Regions from separate parts of the Rattus norvegicus genome. Here region 1 is linked to region 2. A link is a contact called in public Hi-C data. All regions are on one chromosome and are shown on one strand. Each heading gives the region's core, a stretch centred on a gene start, on an enhancer-like site or on the middle of the called end of the contact. The rest is flanking DNA. Distances are from core to core; before and after follow the strand shown. Region 1 holds the start of Arpc3 (actin related protein 2/3 complex, subunit 3). Region 2 holds the start of Ift81 (intraflagellar transport 81).

What was found. A called contact is a pair of places that touch in the nucleus more often than the background predicts.
Region 1: a Hi-C map of hepatocytes shows a contact between it and region 2, with 3 times the contacts expected there. The contact joins the promoter of Arpc3 here to the promoter of Ift81 in region 2. A contact is called at or near these places in 6 of 12 Hi-C or Micro-C datasets (the A7r5 cell line, the Rat2 cell line, Schwann cells and 3 more).

The regions. Positions count from the first base shown.
Region 1 is chr12:39,845,588-39,849,620 of GRCr8, forward strand. It overlaps Arpc3 (actin related protein 2/3 complex, subunit 3), which reads right to left and starts at 1,849. Exons shown (of 7, transcript NM_001105933.1): 1 at 1,734-1,849. The coding sequence starts at 1,739.
Region 2 is chr12:39,616,300-39,619,997 of GRCr8, forward strand. Ift81 (intraflagellar transport 81) reads left to right here and starts at 2,323. Exons shown (of 19, transcript NM_199120.2): 1 at 2,323-2,403.

The sequences.
Region 1 (4,033 bases), core at 599-3,098, 230 kb after region 2:
GGGCTCTTTGGACAATAACTCTGGGTTTTCACATGTACCTCAATAGTCAGAAACCATAAAAATCATAAATCTTCCAAGGCTAAACATGGTGATGCCAGGCAGGCTTGCGATCCTAGCTGCATGGAAAACTGAGGCAGGAGGATAACAAATTCAAGGCCAGCCTGGGCAACTTTATGAGACCCCTTTACAAAAATAAGAAAGACACGGGAATCTAGCTCGGTGGTAGAGCATCTGTGTATGTAGCATGCCATGGGGCCCTGGGTTCAGTTCCCCACTGCTGCCCAAACACACACACAGCTCAAGGTTATGCTTGCCCTAAGAAGCCTTACCTATGCCAACCTCTTGCCCACATCCCCAGGTCCCTTGTTCCCCCAACCCGTCATCAGGCACTGGTTTGGTTTTACTTTTTGCACATGATCATGCATGCCCGTGTGTGTGTGTGTGTGTGTGTGTGTGTGTGTGTGTGTGTGTGTGTGCACGCGCGCGCGCGCGCATACTGGTACGTATGTGTATGTCCCCAGCTGGAGGCCACAGGTCTCTTTCTTCACTGCTTTTCACTTTATTTTTCAGACTGGGAGCCTCAGGGATCTCTATACATCCCCAGCTCTGGAATTGCCCACAGGAGCTGCCTCCCCTGGCTGTTTTACTTGGGTGCTAGGCATCCAAACTCAGGTCTTCACACTTGTGCCACTGAGACACCTCCTCAGTCCTACTATGTATTTGTGTGTGTGACAGTGTCTCTTACTGAACCCAGAACTTGCTGATTTTTGGCTAGGCTGGCTGGCCAATGAACTCGGAGGATCTGACTGTCCTTTGCCTCAACAGAGCTGGGGTCAGAAGCATGATCTGCTATACTCCCGCACAACAAGCTCTTTCCCCAGTATTTTTTTTTTTTTTTTTTTGCCTCTCTCCATTTCTTACAGCTATGTAACCCAGGCTGACCTAGAACTCACTACACACACAGTCCACACTGATCTGAGATTTGCTATTCTCCTGCCTCTGCCTTCAAGTTTTGGGATGAAATAATTGCCACCATCGTTGCCATCGATCTATTTTCTTCACAGCGTTTGTTAAGATCTGAAGCTACTTCCTATTTATATTTACGCGGTTATTGTTTCTCCGTTAAAGTATCAGCTCCCCGAGAGGGCCTTAGCTGCTGCTGTTAACAGTGCTGGCTTCCCAGTGAGAGTTCAGTAGTAACACTTGTCCAATGAAGGTAGACCTTATTCAAGCGTCCCTTTATAATGTGCAATCGGCATCAATTTCCTCCCACTCGGATGCACACGGAAAAGGAAACTCCTGGAAACTAGCGCTGACTCAGTGGTGGTCTGGGAGTTGGGTGGGAGTTACAGCAGGGAGGACGATGGAAGGGGTCCATCAGGGAAGTGAAGTCTGACAGGTGATTAGCAGCAGGCCGACTCACTCCCTGGGGCGGAGGAGGAAGTGGACATGACAAGAGCGGGGGGGGGGGGGGGGGAGAAGCTGGACCCTAGGTTTAAAAATAAAAGCCATCATTTTTAGGTTTGAGGCTCTAGAGTGGGACCTGGGAACACTGCAGGACTGGGGGTTTGGGAGTGGAAGCAGCGGGGCGAGAGAGCCGGTGCTGGAGGCAAAGGACCGGGGCTAGAGAGCAGGGCGGTTTCCTCTCCCCCAGGCCTTTTGACGCAGGTCTCCCGCCTCCCCTCAGGCCCTCGCCCCGCTCGGCTCCCCGACCTTGGGGCTCGAAGACTTACCGGCATTTTGTCGGTGTCCGGATTCGATCTAGAGATGCTGAACCCAGGTAAAGCGGAGCAGCGTTTCCGGCAAACTAGACTGGGTGGAGTGGGCGGAAATAAGCCGGAAGAGGCGGGCGAAGCGAATAAACGCACTTCCGGACCCGCTTCCGCTGTTTGCTACAGCTGCACTGATCGCAATGAATGCCAGGGGGCGCGCCAGCAGTAAGCTCTGAGTGTGGCGCATGCGTAAAACGCACTCAGAAAAAATGGATGGGCTTTAGAATTGAAGAATCCCTCTCAAGTGGTTAATAATCAACTCCCGTTTTTTCCTTATTCCCTGGCTTCAGCTTCAAAGCCAATAACACTCAGTTCCCCGATTTACCCTTCTGCCATGTCTATTTTTTTTTTTAATTTAACCACAGTGCAAGTGGGGGAAGTGGGGGAAGTGAGATCTGACTTCCCATTATGAGACTCGGGATAAACTGTTTTCAGAAACTCTTGCACACTAAGCAGACTTGGCGGCCATTATTATTATTATTATTATTTTTTTGTTCTTTTTTTCGGAGCTGGGGACCGAACCCAGGGCCTTGCGCTTCCTAGGTAAGCGCTCTAACCACTGAGCTAAATCCCCAGCCCCGGCGGCCATTATTTTTATTTTTCAATGTTTATGTTGTTAAGAGTCACAAGAAGTCGAGGCTGGCATATACATATATATGAACATGAACTTATCTGTCTCCACTTGTGTTCAGGAATTACAGATGTGTGCTCCACTACTCCGTTATTTTATTTTGCTGTTTTATAATGCCTACGGTGGTATCTCTGTCTCCCTACCCCTTGACCTGCCATCCACAAAATGTGTATCATATATCATCCCTACTTTTTAAAAAAATATTTATCTATTTATTTCATGTATGAATACACTGTAGCTATCTTCAGACACAGCAGAAGAGGGCATCAGATCCCATGACAGATGGTTGTGAGTCCCCATGTGGTTGCTGGGAATTGAACTCAGACCTCTAGAAGAGCAGTCAGTGCTCTTAACCGCTGAGCCATCTCTCCTGCCCCATCCCTACTCTTTCAACACGGTATGGTGTTAGGTCTTTCCTGATCACGGTAAGGACTAGGTGGGCAAGAAAACCAAGTATTATAAGGGCCCAGGTGATGCCACATGTCTGAAAGGGTGGAAACAGACCTACCACTGACCCCATCATATATCATCTAAGTATTTTGAGAGTCTCGCTGTGTAGCCCTGGCTAGTCTAGAACTTGCTTTGTAGTCAGTTACATTTTAAATCCCTTGTTGTGTGCAAACTTGTCCTGAGGTCAGAAGGCAACTTTTGTGAATGGGCTTTCCTTCCACCACACAGGCCCCAGGGATGGAGTTTGGATTATCAGGCGTGGCAACAGGACCTGACCAGCCATCTTGCCCACCATATACCTGGAACATAATGAACTCATTATTACCAAGCACCTTCCTCAGAATGCAGTGCATTGCTGTCTCCTAGTCCTTTCTTACGGCAGTCCCTCAGACTGGAATACCCATGTCTGCTTCTAGACCCACAGCACCTTTCAGACATTTGTTCTGATTGAGACTAAGGCAGCCCCCACTTTGTCACTCCTGCATTTCCTTTGCCAGCATGTGTGTGAGGACCTCTGCTCTACAGAAGCCATCTGTATGGTTATGTCCACCTCCAGTGAGGTGGACAAATCTCTGAAGTCAAGTTCTTTAGAGGCCAGAGGTCCAACGAGGACACCAGCCCCTAGCACACACACTTCTGAGACTGAAACCAAGGAGATGGGAATTACAAACCCTGACAACCCTCCCCCCCACAGGGGATGGACGGGTCCTGAGAACCTGTTCAATGGGAGTCTAGAGACCAGGATGTTTTCAATCCTCTCACACTCCTAGGCCAAAGAAAGCCACTGGCAGCTCAGCCCATCCGCATACCAGGGCCCTGCACACAGCCAAACCAGTCAAGATACAGACACTTGCCTCTTCCCAAGCCTTGGTCTCCAGGCGCAGGCGACTGATTCAGAGTCTGGCTTGGCTTTACTGACAATGGATCAAATGCAGTACTGCAGGCCGACAGGACAACATCTGACTTGAGTTACACTTCTATGAGGGCTGAATTAGGGTCACCAGGTAGAATGGTCACCAAATAACTTGAGGGGCCTTAGTGCATGGGTTCAGTGAAAGAAATCATGGGATAAGCTCTGGGAATGTCACGTCTAACTGGACTGATGAGATCCGGCCTCACTGTGCCAGAGCCTGGCCTTTGAGGGATGCGGGAGCCTTCAGCTGGCTGCTTGCTCCCCAAC
Region 2 (3,698 bases), core at 1,073-3,572:
CATCTGTAATGGGATCTGATGCCCTCTTCTGGTGTGTGTGAAGACAGAGATGGTGTACTCATATACATAATATATAAATCAGTAATTTAAAAAAAAATGGTTGGAACTGAGTGTGGTGTACATGCCTATGTAAGGTGGAGGCAGGACAGAGTCAGGCCAGCCTCGTCCACACAATGAGTTCCAAACATGTCTGGGCTATATGTTAAAGACCTTGTTTCAAAAAAACCAAGCACAGTGATATATATACCATTGACCCCAGCTACTCAGGAGGAGTATCCCAGCTGAGACAGGAGGATCAAAGAGCCAAGGCCAGCATGGGTGACTTAGCAAGACAGTTTCAAAATCAAATATGACCAAAAGAATTTTTTTTTAATTTAAAAAGGGAATCATCTGGGCGCTGGGAAGATGGTTCAGGCATTAAAATCATGTGCTGCTCTTCCAGAGAATCCAAGCTTGATTCCTTGCACACACACAAGGTGGCTTGTAGCAGTCTCTAACTCCATTTCCAAGGGTCTGATGCTCCCTTCTGGCCTCCATGGGCTCTGCATGCAAGTGGTGCACACACATGCAGGGAAAACCATTTGTATGCATAAAATAAAAATGAAGATATTGGGGGGGGTAGTTTAACATACTTTGGGCCAATGAGCATTTGCTCCAAGATTTTCTGACACACTAGGCTGCTGCCAGGCTAGGAGTAATCCCACCAGTACTAGCAGCAGCTGGTTCAGAGCAAAGTGGGGAGGAGACAGAGATGGAGAGAGAAAGCAAGTCAAGATGACAGTGAGCTCTTAGATTGAGTCAGACAGGAGTGATAGCCTTCCCAAGTACACAGCCTCTAACCACCTGTCTGCTTTCTGTCTTAGTTTACAGATCGCACAGTCTGTCATCCAGAAAGAAAAGGCAGGAGCTTGAAGCAGGAACCACAAAGGTGTGCTTCTTACTGGCTGGCACCTCCGGGCATGCTCAACCACCTTTCTTATATAGGCCAGGTCCCCATGTCCAGGCATGGCCTTGCTCACAGTGGTCCCGGTCCTTCTACACACAATAAATAAATGATGTAATAGAAAGAAAAAGCAAAGTTGGAGATGTCACTCAATGGTAGCACAGGCTACTAGAAGAACAGGAAGGGGAGGTGGAGGAAGAGGGGGTGGAGTGGGTGGGAGGTGAGGAAGTGAGGGGTGAAGTAGAAGTGACAAGTTTTGAGAACCGCTGTGGCGTAGGGTTAGAGCCTGTTAATAATCTATTCAAAATCTCAAACACAGTTCAGTTAAAAGGTACTTACAAGCTTATACAGAAGGCTTGACCTGGTGTCTCTAGGGAAAAAGAAAAGCTACCCAGAGAGGCTTGTTTCAGGCACACTAAGCAACACCTCTGTGTGGTAAAACTGGTGCTGGACTCCTTCATGAGTCCCACCAAGGAACAACAGGCAAAGTCAATTCCTCCTTTGGTGTGTCAGCAGGCAGAGACACAATCTGTCTCTGTGGAACCTGTCCCTAGGTTTGTGTGCCAAGCGCCTTTACCAGCTGAACTACTGCACCGGTTTGGATCCTTTTTGCTGGTCTTTAAACATGACTCTGTCTAATGGAGACTTGACAGTACGATCCCTTTCCCCCCAGTAAACATCCAGTGTGCTCTGTCATCACTGGGACATCTTGTTATATTTCTCTCAGTCCTGGGCTGTTTAACTATATTGTCTTTCTTACCTCATTACCTCTATGAGGGCAGAACCAACCCTATTGGGTCTCTGTTGCATTCCCAGTAGTCAGCAGTATGGGGCACGTAAGAAACGCCTAATTAATCATTTGTTAGTTTTAAGTTGTGGCAAGTCTGATGATAAATTTACACTCTCCAAGGATGTCTGAGCATCTAACCCAATTTTCAGAGTGAGACTCCGTTTGTCTGTCTCTCTCTCCTCCCCATGTCTGGGTCTCTTAATCCATAGTTTATAATTGCTCCATGCGCAGTTTAATCTGGAAATTCTTTTGTCGAAAACCTAAATTCGGAAACCACACCTATTGCCTTCTGACCCCCCAAACCCTATCTAGCCCTGATTCAAACAAGTCGTCGCCCCAAGTTTGGTAAATAAATAAAGGGCTGAAACAGTACACGCAAACAGCACAGGTTAAGTCCTCTGTCAAGTGCGAACTGGAGACGGTTATTATCAGCAGGAGTCTAAGTGGGGCTGACAACTCTGGTCACCCTTGGCTTTCTGTGGTGGCTCTGAACCCCAGGTACCAGAAACCCAGCTTTCCAGCCCGAGGCCCCGCCCCCGGTGCCCGCCCCCAAGCCATAGGAAGTGACATCACTGCATGGCAACCGTTGCCAAGGAGCGGTCTCTAGGAACCCGCTAGCGCCCCGGTGTCTCCCGGGGGTGGGGAGGTGGTTTCGTGAGGAGGATTTGAGGTAACCCCGCCAACTCGCGGTCGGGAACGCCGCGAACCCCGATTCCCCTCAAGCTGCGCCCGCTCCCGGTCGGTGGCGGCAGCAGGGCCTGTCGGGGGTCGGCCGCGCGGGTCCCCCTCCGCCCGGGGCCTCGCAGGAGGCCGTGGGCCTGCGCGCGCTGCCCCGGCTAGGCCAGAATAACACGCGCGTCCTGGTTTTAATTCTTGCCCCGGCCCCCTGGGTGCTGCTGTGGGTGAGTGCTGGTGAATTAGCTCGGCCTCTTGCGCTGGAAGAGGGAGAGTAATTGCTTTTGCTAATTTTAGCGCGCAGCGCCCGCAGGGCACCGACAACCCTACCTGTTCAAGAAACATCTCTGTCCTCTGAAAGCTGGTGGGGGACGTGGGGTGCGGGAGCCCCAACTCATTTCTTTCTTTAAACAATGTTTTGAAGATTGGCGTATGCTAGTTACGCATAATGGGTACCATTATTTTCACACATGCATACATACGGTGTATTTCCACCGTCCCATCCCGGTTTCTCGCTCTTCACCACTGATTCCCAACTGGGCTCCCTTCCACTTTTTTGCCCTCTTTCCTTTTTGGCGGTCCAGTGAATTTAATCACGGTTTCTTTCAGGAGCATGGGTTACTTCCCAGTGGCCAAGCACTGAAGAAAATGTGTTTCCCTCCCCTAGCAACCATTACCTGCCTGTAAATACTCGAGAGCCCCAGACCCCGTCTTTTCTTCTCTTAGCAACATTTACTTGTTTATCTGGATATTTGGTTTGATTTTGTGTTTTTCAAAGAAGAAAAAACTGCACCAACAACTTCTAAATTGTCTTAAATACATGTGAATATAAGGATATGTATTATTACAGTTGAAAACTTGAACCTCCCAAGTTTTAAAACGTAAAGATATTCTTTCTTTCTTTCTTCCTTTGTTTGTTTGTTTATTTATTTTTGGTCTGTTGTTTGAGACAAGACTTCTCTGTGTAGCTCTGGCTCTCTAGGAACTCACTCTGTAGACCAGGCTGTCTTCCAACTCAGAGATCCTCCTGCCTCTGCCTCCCAGCACTGAGATTAAAGTTGCACACCACTCTCTCTGGCTGAAACATTCCTTTTACATAAGCTTGAAAGAAACCTTAAATTTAGCAACGGTACCGGTTTTGCCGTTCTTTCTTGTCTTTTTAAACAACTTCATTTACTCATTTTTTATTATTATGAGGTAGTAAGATCTTTCTTCCTTTCTTCTAAGTTCCTTCCTTCCTTCCTTTTTATTGTCTTCTAAATGTAAACTTCACCCACTCAATTAAGGAAC